Regions from separate parts of the Rattus norvegicus genome. Here region 1 is linked to region 2. Evidence: chromatin contacts called from public Hi-C data. All regions are on one chromosome and are shown on one strand. Each heading gives the region's core, a stretch centred on a gene start, on an enhancer-like site or on the middle of the called end of the contact. The rest is flanking DNA. Distances are from core to core; before and after follow the strand shown. Region 1 has its middle 31 kb from the start of Plpp7. Region 2 overlaps Nup214 (nucleoporin 214).

Region 1 (3,275 bases), core at 736-3,235, 120 kb after region 2:
CTGGGTTGGAATGTGTCTCCTGATAACAGGATTATGAAGGGCTGGGATCCGGGTTGGCTACTCGTCCCAGGCTCTCGGGGATGTGTGGGACTCATTGATAAGGGTTCTCTGCAGGGGCCTTGGAGCTGAAGCCGTGCTACGGACCAGAGCTGAGAAAGGGTCTCAGACCTGGGTCCCATGGGGGCTTAGCATAGGCTATGTCTTGTGGTGTAGGAGGAGGGGGAGGAAGGAAAGGCCCTCAGAGTGTCCCAGAGGCCAGGAGGAACATGCCAGGTGTATGCAGCCTCTAACCCTTGGTCAAATCCTACAGATACCACAGGGAAGGACTGAGTTACGCAACCCATGATTTGCTGGGCCTGGTGGTACCGGCCTGAAATCGCAGCACTTGGACAGCAGAGGCAGCATGAGCTCATGTTTGAGACTATCTTGAGCTACACAGTGAGCCTGGTGTGGTGTTGCACACCGGAGGTAGAAGCAGGCGGATCTCTGTGAGTTCGAGGCCAGCCTGGCCTACAAATAGAGATCAGGGAAGCCAGAGCTAGTCACACTGTTTTATCCCCAGCACTTCATAAAGCAGCTTCTCAGGATCTGGAGGTCAGAGGGTCAGAAGTTCAATCATCCTTGGCCACAGAGTGGATTTGTAGTCAGTCTAGGTTACAGAAATAATAATTATTACTATTTTTACCATTATCAAGATGGTGGTGACGGTGGTGGTGGTGATGGTGGTGGTGATGGTGATGATGGTGATGGTGGTGATGGTGATGATGGTGATGGTGGTGATGGTGATGATGGTGGTGGTGGTGATGGTGGTGGTGATGGTGATGATGGTGATGGTGGTGATGGTGATGATGGTGATGGTGGTGATGGTGATGATGATGGTGATGGTGGTGATGGTGATGATGATGGTGATGGTGGTGATGGTGATGATGATGATGATGATGGTGATGGTGGTGATGATGGTGATGATGGTGATGGTGGTGATGATGGTGATGGTGGTGATGGTGATGATGAATGGATGGATATGTGAGTATCAGCTCCAGAATCAGTTCAGGCTTGAGCTCAAAACCATCTCTCATCCCTTAGGAGCAGATGGCTTTGTCTTGTAGGTGTCCGTGTCTCCATTCTGAGGAGACAGTAGGTATGGGTTTTATGCTCAAGATGGAATCTAGTGGCCCCCAAAACTCTCAGCAGATAGCCTTCACAGCATGATGCTGGAATGTTGATGGCCAGGTGGCCAAGGAGTGAGCCTGTTCTTACAAAGTCATGAGCAAGCCTACGACAGCTATGCCAGAAAGGTGGCAGAGGCCTGGGGAGGCTCCTGGAGTCTGGGACAGGAAAGGTTACAGAGGCCACAGAGCCAGAGCCGAGAGCCTCTGTCTGAGGTATCTGGACCCTCAGTCCTTCCTCTCATCTGCCTCTTCACTGTCATAGCTGGCCCCATGTGGGTGCCTTGCCCCATCAGCCAGTGCCTACCCAGATTAACCAGGTCCCTGGAAGCTAATGCTACATGGGTGCCTTCGATAGCTTAAACACGGGGCTCCTAGTAGAGTCCACTTGACTGTGACTGGGGCCTTGTGTAGGCAGATGATGAGCTGACTAGTAGGAGCCCTGGCTTCCCAGATGGGCACACAGCGGGCCCTCCCCAAAGCCATTTTTAGAATAATCCTTGTAGCTCAGCACCAGAGCATTTAACTCTCTCTGAGGACAGCCCCAAGTTGGGCACTGGCTGCCACTTACCATAGAGGGTTCAGCCTGAGGTGGACAGTGCAGGTGGGAGGGAGGAAACACTGGAGTCAAGAGTGTTCCTGCTACCAAGACATACCCTGCTATGTCTTGTGATTTTGCAACTCAAGAGCCCCCTGACTCAGCAGTGTATTAATAACCCTGGCTGGTTCCCAGGGGACCAGCTCTGCCAGGGGCCAGTCAGAAAGGACTTCCAGACAGGAACTCCTTGTATCCATGGCTAATCCCACACCTCCTGGCTGCTTCCTCATTTCTCCCCTCCCCCAACTCCCTGCTGCCCCAGAGCCCACCTTCTCTACAAGGAATCTTAGGGATAGACCTCCCTCCCCACCCTTAAGCAGTCCCTTATAGCTCTCCAGGCTTAAGAGAGCCACCTGAAAGGGAGCTGGGAGAGAAGACGGGACAGCGGTGGAGGAGAGGACAACATCTGGGCTGTTAAGCCAGAGCCACGTTCAGCCCCAGCCTCTGGTTTCTGTTGTGGCCACCTGCAAGTTCCCACTTAATAACGTTGGACTTTTGTTTCTTGCTGTAAAGTGGGCATCTTACTGGGGCTTCTCATTTCTGGGTTTGCTGTGAGGACAAAATGTAGTAGTTGTCACAAAGAGCAAGTCTTGGGACTGACATCTTGTCATCCCTGTAACCGCATCTCTGGGTCTCCACATACCTTGTAGGCAGCACATTCTAGACTGAGTTTCCGTCTTCCTGCGCCCTCTAGTGTTTACAAGCTGTTGTTGCAGCAGGATCGATCTTCGTGGACTCATGCCTGTTTCTTTTTTCGTTTTTGGTTTCTTTGGGTTTTTCCTTCCCTCTCTTCCTCCTTTCATTCTCTTTCCTTTTTTTCTGCTTGTTTTTTTTGAGACAGGATCTTTTGTAGCCCAGACTGGCCTGCAATTCTCTATTTAGCTGAAAGTAACCCTCCCTCCTCCTCCCCAGTACTAGAATCATAGGATAAGCAAATATGCCCCCTCCTTTCTGGAGCTCAAACTGGTTCTCCCATCCTTGGGGTGAGCCCTGGCTTTTTGGGTGCTGGGGATGGAAGCCTGGGCTCCCTGCATGCTAGGACAGTTCTTTCAACTGAATACAATCTTTAGCCCCCATCAGGTATCCTTTCTGATCCAAGCCTCTGTAGCAAAGCAGACTACAAATGGAGACAGGGGTCCCCTCCCCCTTCCCTTTGGATGCTCAAAAAGACCGGACAGAATGATTTGGGTACTTGTGAGCTAAGCCCTGGGATCTGGACTCAATGTGGGACAAACCACAAGGTCTCTGAACTCCTGAGTCTTTATCTGCAAAGAGGCCCTGAGACCTTGTGGGGAGGTGTTGGAGAGAGGGACTGGAGGACCCAGGAGGAGGCAGCCAGAGAGACCACAGCTGATAAACAAGAGTAGAGGAGGGCTCTTGAAAGATCTAAGAGGGTATAAAGCCCATGAAGGTCAAAGTTATCCAGGCTGGTGGGGAGCCAGGCACAGAAGGCTAAGTGTCACTATGACTGCAGTAGGGTGCAGAGCAATGATCCCAGGTTGCGGGGCCAT
Region 2 (3,543 bases), core at 489-2,988:
TTTTGGGCGGGCGTTTGTAGCCAGCCTGTCTCGGTCAGCCTTCCTGTCTCAGAGGTACTATGAAGACTTAGATGAAGGCAGCTCCGCGTCGTCCGTAGCTCACCCTCTGGAGGGAGAAGATGCCCGGCCGACGCCGACCTGCAGAGAGGAGGAGGCTGTGGTCCCAGTCCCTCGGCATGCCCCCGTGGTCCGCACACCTTCTGTCCAACCCAGTCTCCTGCCTCAGGCGATGCCTTTTGCAAAGCCTCACCTGATTCATAGTTCTTCACCTGCTGCGATGAGCTCTTCAAGTAAGTCGCCAGTTTGAACCTGCCCATGGAGGACTAGCTGGAGAGCTGCATGTCCCTGTCATAGTGTCACTCACTGAGGCCATCTGTATGGTGTGCTCACTGTGGCAGGGCGCTGTGAGGGCTGTGTGTCACAGTGACCTCTAGCAAAGACACAGAGTAAAGTACAGGAATGAAGCCATTTTACAGAACAGTTTTCTTCCCTGTTAGGTCTCTACTGAGGGGACTCACCAGGGCTTAGACTTCAGACCACTGAGTTCCCATTCATTTCTGCTAGTATACCAAAAATTAGAAGAACTGGTTCAAAAGGTATAGGTTCTCTTGAAGTGGTTGGTAAGGCTCCTATGAAATAAAAGCCTCTGAGGGTCCATACTATAACAGCTTAACTCCAGCATACATCCTCTTCGCTTTGTTAACATAGGTAAGGAGGGGTGTTTGCTCAGTGTAAAACATGTGTACTCATGTCCTCCCGTCAGCAGCTGTGGGGCATCTGGCTCAGCTCACCAGCTCCTGTGACCCATGTCATAGTCACTCTCTGGGGCCATCTGCATTGTGTGCTCACTGCTGCGGGACACGGTCAGGGCCTTGTGCCATAGTGACTTCTAGCAGACACACAGGAGTGAGGTACTGGGACAAATCTACTTTATAGGAAATCAGGTTCTATGTTGCTCTAAATGTTCTCTGTAACACTAAAAAAAAATTTGAAAATTTTGTTTAATTTTAATATAAAATTTTCAGATTTTAGCATCTTTTTTTTTTTTTTACAACCCAACAGAATTTACCATTTAAACTTTCCTATGTCCTTCAATGACCCCGTTTTTCTGATAATTTTTCTTTTCATCTTAGTCTCTACGTCAGCTACCAAAGTTATTCCTCAAGGAGCCGACACCACAATGCTGGCAACTAAAACGGTAAAGCATGGTGCACCAGGTCCTTCCCACACTGTCGCAGCTCCCCAGGCAGCGGCTGCTGCAGCCCTGAGACGGCAGATGGCCAGTCAGGCGCCAGGTAAAGACTACAGCCCATTTCTAGGAGACAGTATGAGCTGCCCAGGTCACGGGCCTGGGCTTTGGGGTGGTTGACAAATGGCTTTCTTGCCACTTCTTAGAAGAGAAGGCTAGCTGATGGCCTTCATCCCTGTGAGGAGAGCTCCCAAGAGGCAAGACCAGGTCTCAAGTTTTTTAATTTGAAGAAGATGGCACTAATAGTGGTATTAGCTGTGCTGCCACATTTAGTTTTATGGAAAATTGGTGAATTTTGATGCTGATTTTCCTACATTTGATTGAGAATCTCTGCTTCACTCCTAACCTGATCTTGGAAAACCGACCGTCTGACATCATAAGAACAGTACTTTCAGGTTTCCAGGCACTGGGAGGGTGGCTGCACTCCTACTGTGCCTATTTTTGTTGTAGTACTGAGTCAGTCAGCAGAGAAAGTTAGCCAAGCAGTATATGCCAGAGCTCTACCTTTCCAAATGGCTGTTCTGCCCTGACATTGTCACTGGCTTTAGTTAAGACCGTGACATAGCTAGTCAGGATTTAGGTTGAGGGAATGGGACTCAGGGCTAGTTGTCACTGCTTGTCAGTTTGGCAAATGGTTCTCACTCAGGCTGGTCATCTTTCCAGCTGGCCCAAAAACAGCTGTAGAGTTGCTGGCGAGGAACGTTAAAGAAGAATCTTAAAACAAAACACCCCACAAGGACAGGTTATCTAGTCCCCAAATGGGAAGAGTGCCAAGGCTGAAAGCTATTAGTGCCAAATGTTTTCACTTGAGACTTCCAAGACATAGCCAACTCACAGAGCTAGGGAAGAACTGTTAGCCAGATGGAGTGAGTGCCTCTGACCTGTGATCCTAGCACTCGGGGGCTGACTGAAGCAGACTGTTACAAGTCCACAGCCAAATGGGGATGTATTGTGAACTTGGAGTGAAACCTCGTCTCAAAAAAAAAAAAAAAAACATAAACAAAAGAAACTAAAAGCCATTAAATAGCAGTAAATCAAGTTTAACTATAACCTTAAAGTACCTAAAACACATAATAAAAACTAAATGCAAGATAACTCTTAAGTTACATTTACGTTTTCAAAACACATGTCTTTGATAGTCTCCTTATTTCCTAGACAGATAGGATCTTGACATCATGCTGATCAGGTCCCTTGTTTAGCTGATTATTTAAAAAAAAAAATTCAGGTTTGTCAGGATTTAGGATGGTGGAAACACTGACCTTCACACTGTCTCCTGGAGCAAGTTTTTAAGCTGGAGACACTTGCACATGTTAAGATGAATTGTGGACAGTTTGGGGTGTCCTCCCAGTTCTGCTGCTGGAGAAGGAAGTGAGTTTTCCCAGAGATCCACAGGCTGCCTGGGATTTGCTCAGGGGAGACGAGGGCTTTGCTCGGGCTTTTCGAGTTGTTAATAATAATGTCATTAAAGGTCATAAAGTATGATGGAAAAGTAAGACAAAAAGGATCAGAAGGCTGCTGGTGGGGGCCCTGTGGGAGCACTGGGGAGGTGGAGTCAGCTGTATCTCTGGACATGAGTCTGTCCTGCGCTCCTTTAAGCGGCTTCTGTGTCCACACATTTACCCAGAACCTGGCGTATCATAAGCCCGTGGGAAAGGAGGACGGGTGAATAAATGGCATCAGCCCTGAGCTGAACACTGTTAATCCTCTGGGTGTTGCCACCCCTTTCAAGATGAGCCAACACTGTGACAGGTATCTGTGTTCTGCTGCAGAAGCTGGCCAGGGAACTGTTCCTCTAGGATGTCGAGAAGTCGACTCCTTGGCCTCTGTAATAGCCAGGTGTTCTGTTGGCTGCACTGCTGACTAGATTTCCTTCCTCTGAGGTCGCTGTCTAGAGGTTATGGCCTGGGCATTAATTTTTATAGAGGAGCGTTTTTTAATCCTCTCCAGGAGTTAATGTGGTTCTCTCTCCACTGTTTCCATAGCTGTGAGCACTCTGACCGAATCCACTTTGAAGAATGTCCCTCAAGTGGTGAATGTACAGGAACTGAAGAGTAACCCCTCACCCCCTTCTGCGGCCATGGGGTATGTTCTGACTCTGCTGTGTAGCATCCCACAGTTTGCTATGGAGGCAGTCTGTCACAGCTTTTATAGAGCTCCGCACTATGAAGGATGGGGCAGCCACTACTAAATTTTTAGGAAGGTGGACTTTTCACCTCGCTAGGGCACCCCCTAAAAGCTGTAAGCCAGGTGTAAAGTCTGATAGACCCAGTTTTTTGTTTTTTGTTTTTTAAGAT

What was found. A called contact is a pair of places that touch in the nucleus more often than the background predicts.
Region 1: a contact with region 2 is called in a Hi-C map of liver, with 4 times the contacts expected there. The contact joins two enhancer-like sites. A contact is called at or near these places in 4 of 12 Hi-C or Micro-C datasets (the Rat2 cell line, liver and psoas muscle).

The regions. Positions count from the first base shown.
Region 1 is chr3:35,811,741-35,815,015 of GRCr8, forward strand. No RefSeq gene overlaps it. Among named protein-coding and RNA genes, the nearest start is that of Plpp7, 31 kb to the left of the region's middle. Within about 2 kb of position 1,986, at least 5 of the 93 cell types and tissues checked have an H3K27ac peak or open chromatin away from gene starts, as enhancers often do.
Region 2 is chr3:35,693,218-35,696,760 of GRCr8, forward strand. Nup214 (nucleoporin 214) reads left to right here. Exons shown (of 36, transcript NM_001168559.1): 22 at 21-290; 23 at 1,134-1,295; 24 at 3,232-3,331. Among named protein-coding and RNA genes, the nearest start is that of Nup214, 42 kb to the left of the region's middle. Within about 2 kb of position 1,739, at least 8 of the 93 cell types and tissues checked have an H3K27ac peak or open chromatin away from gene starts, as enhancers often do.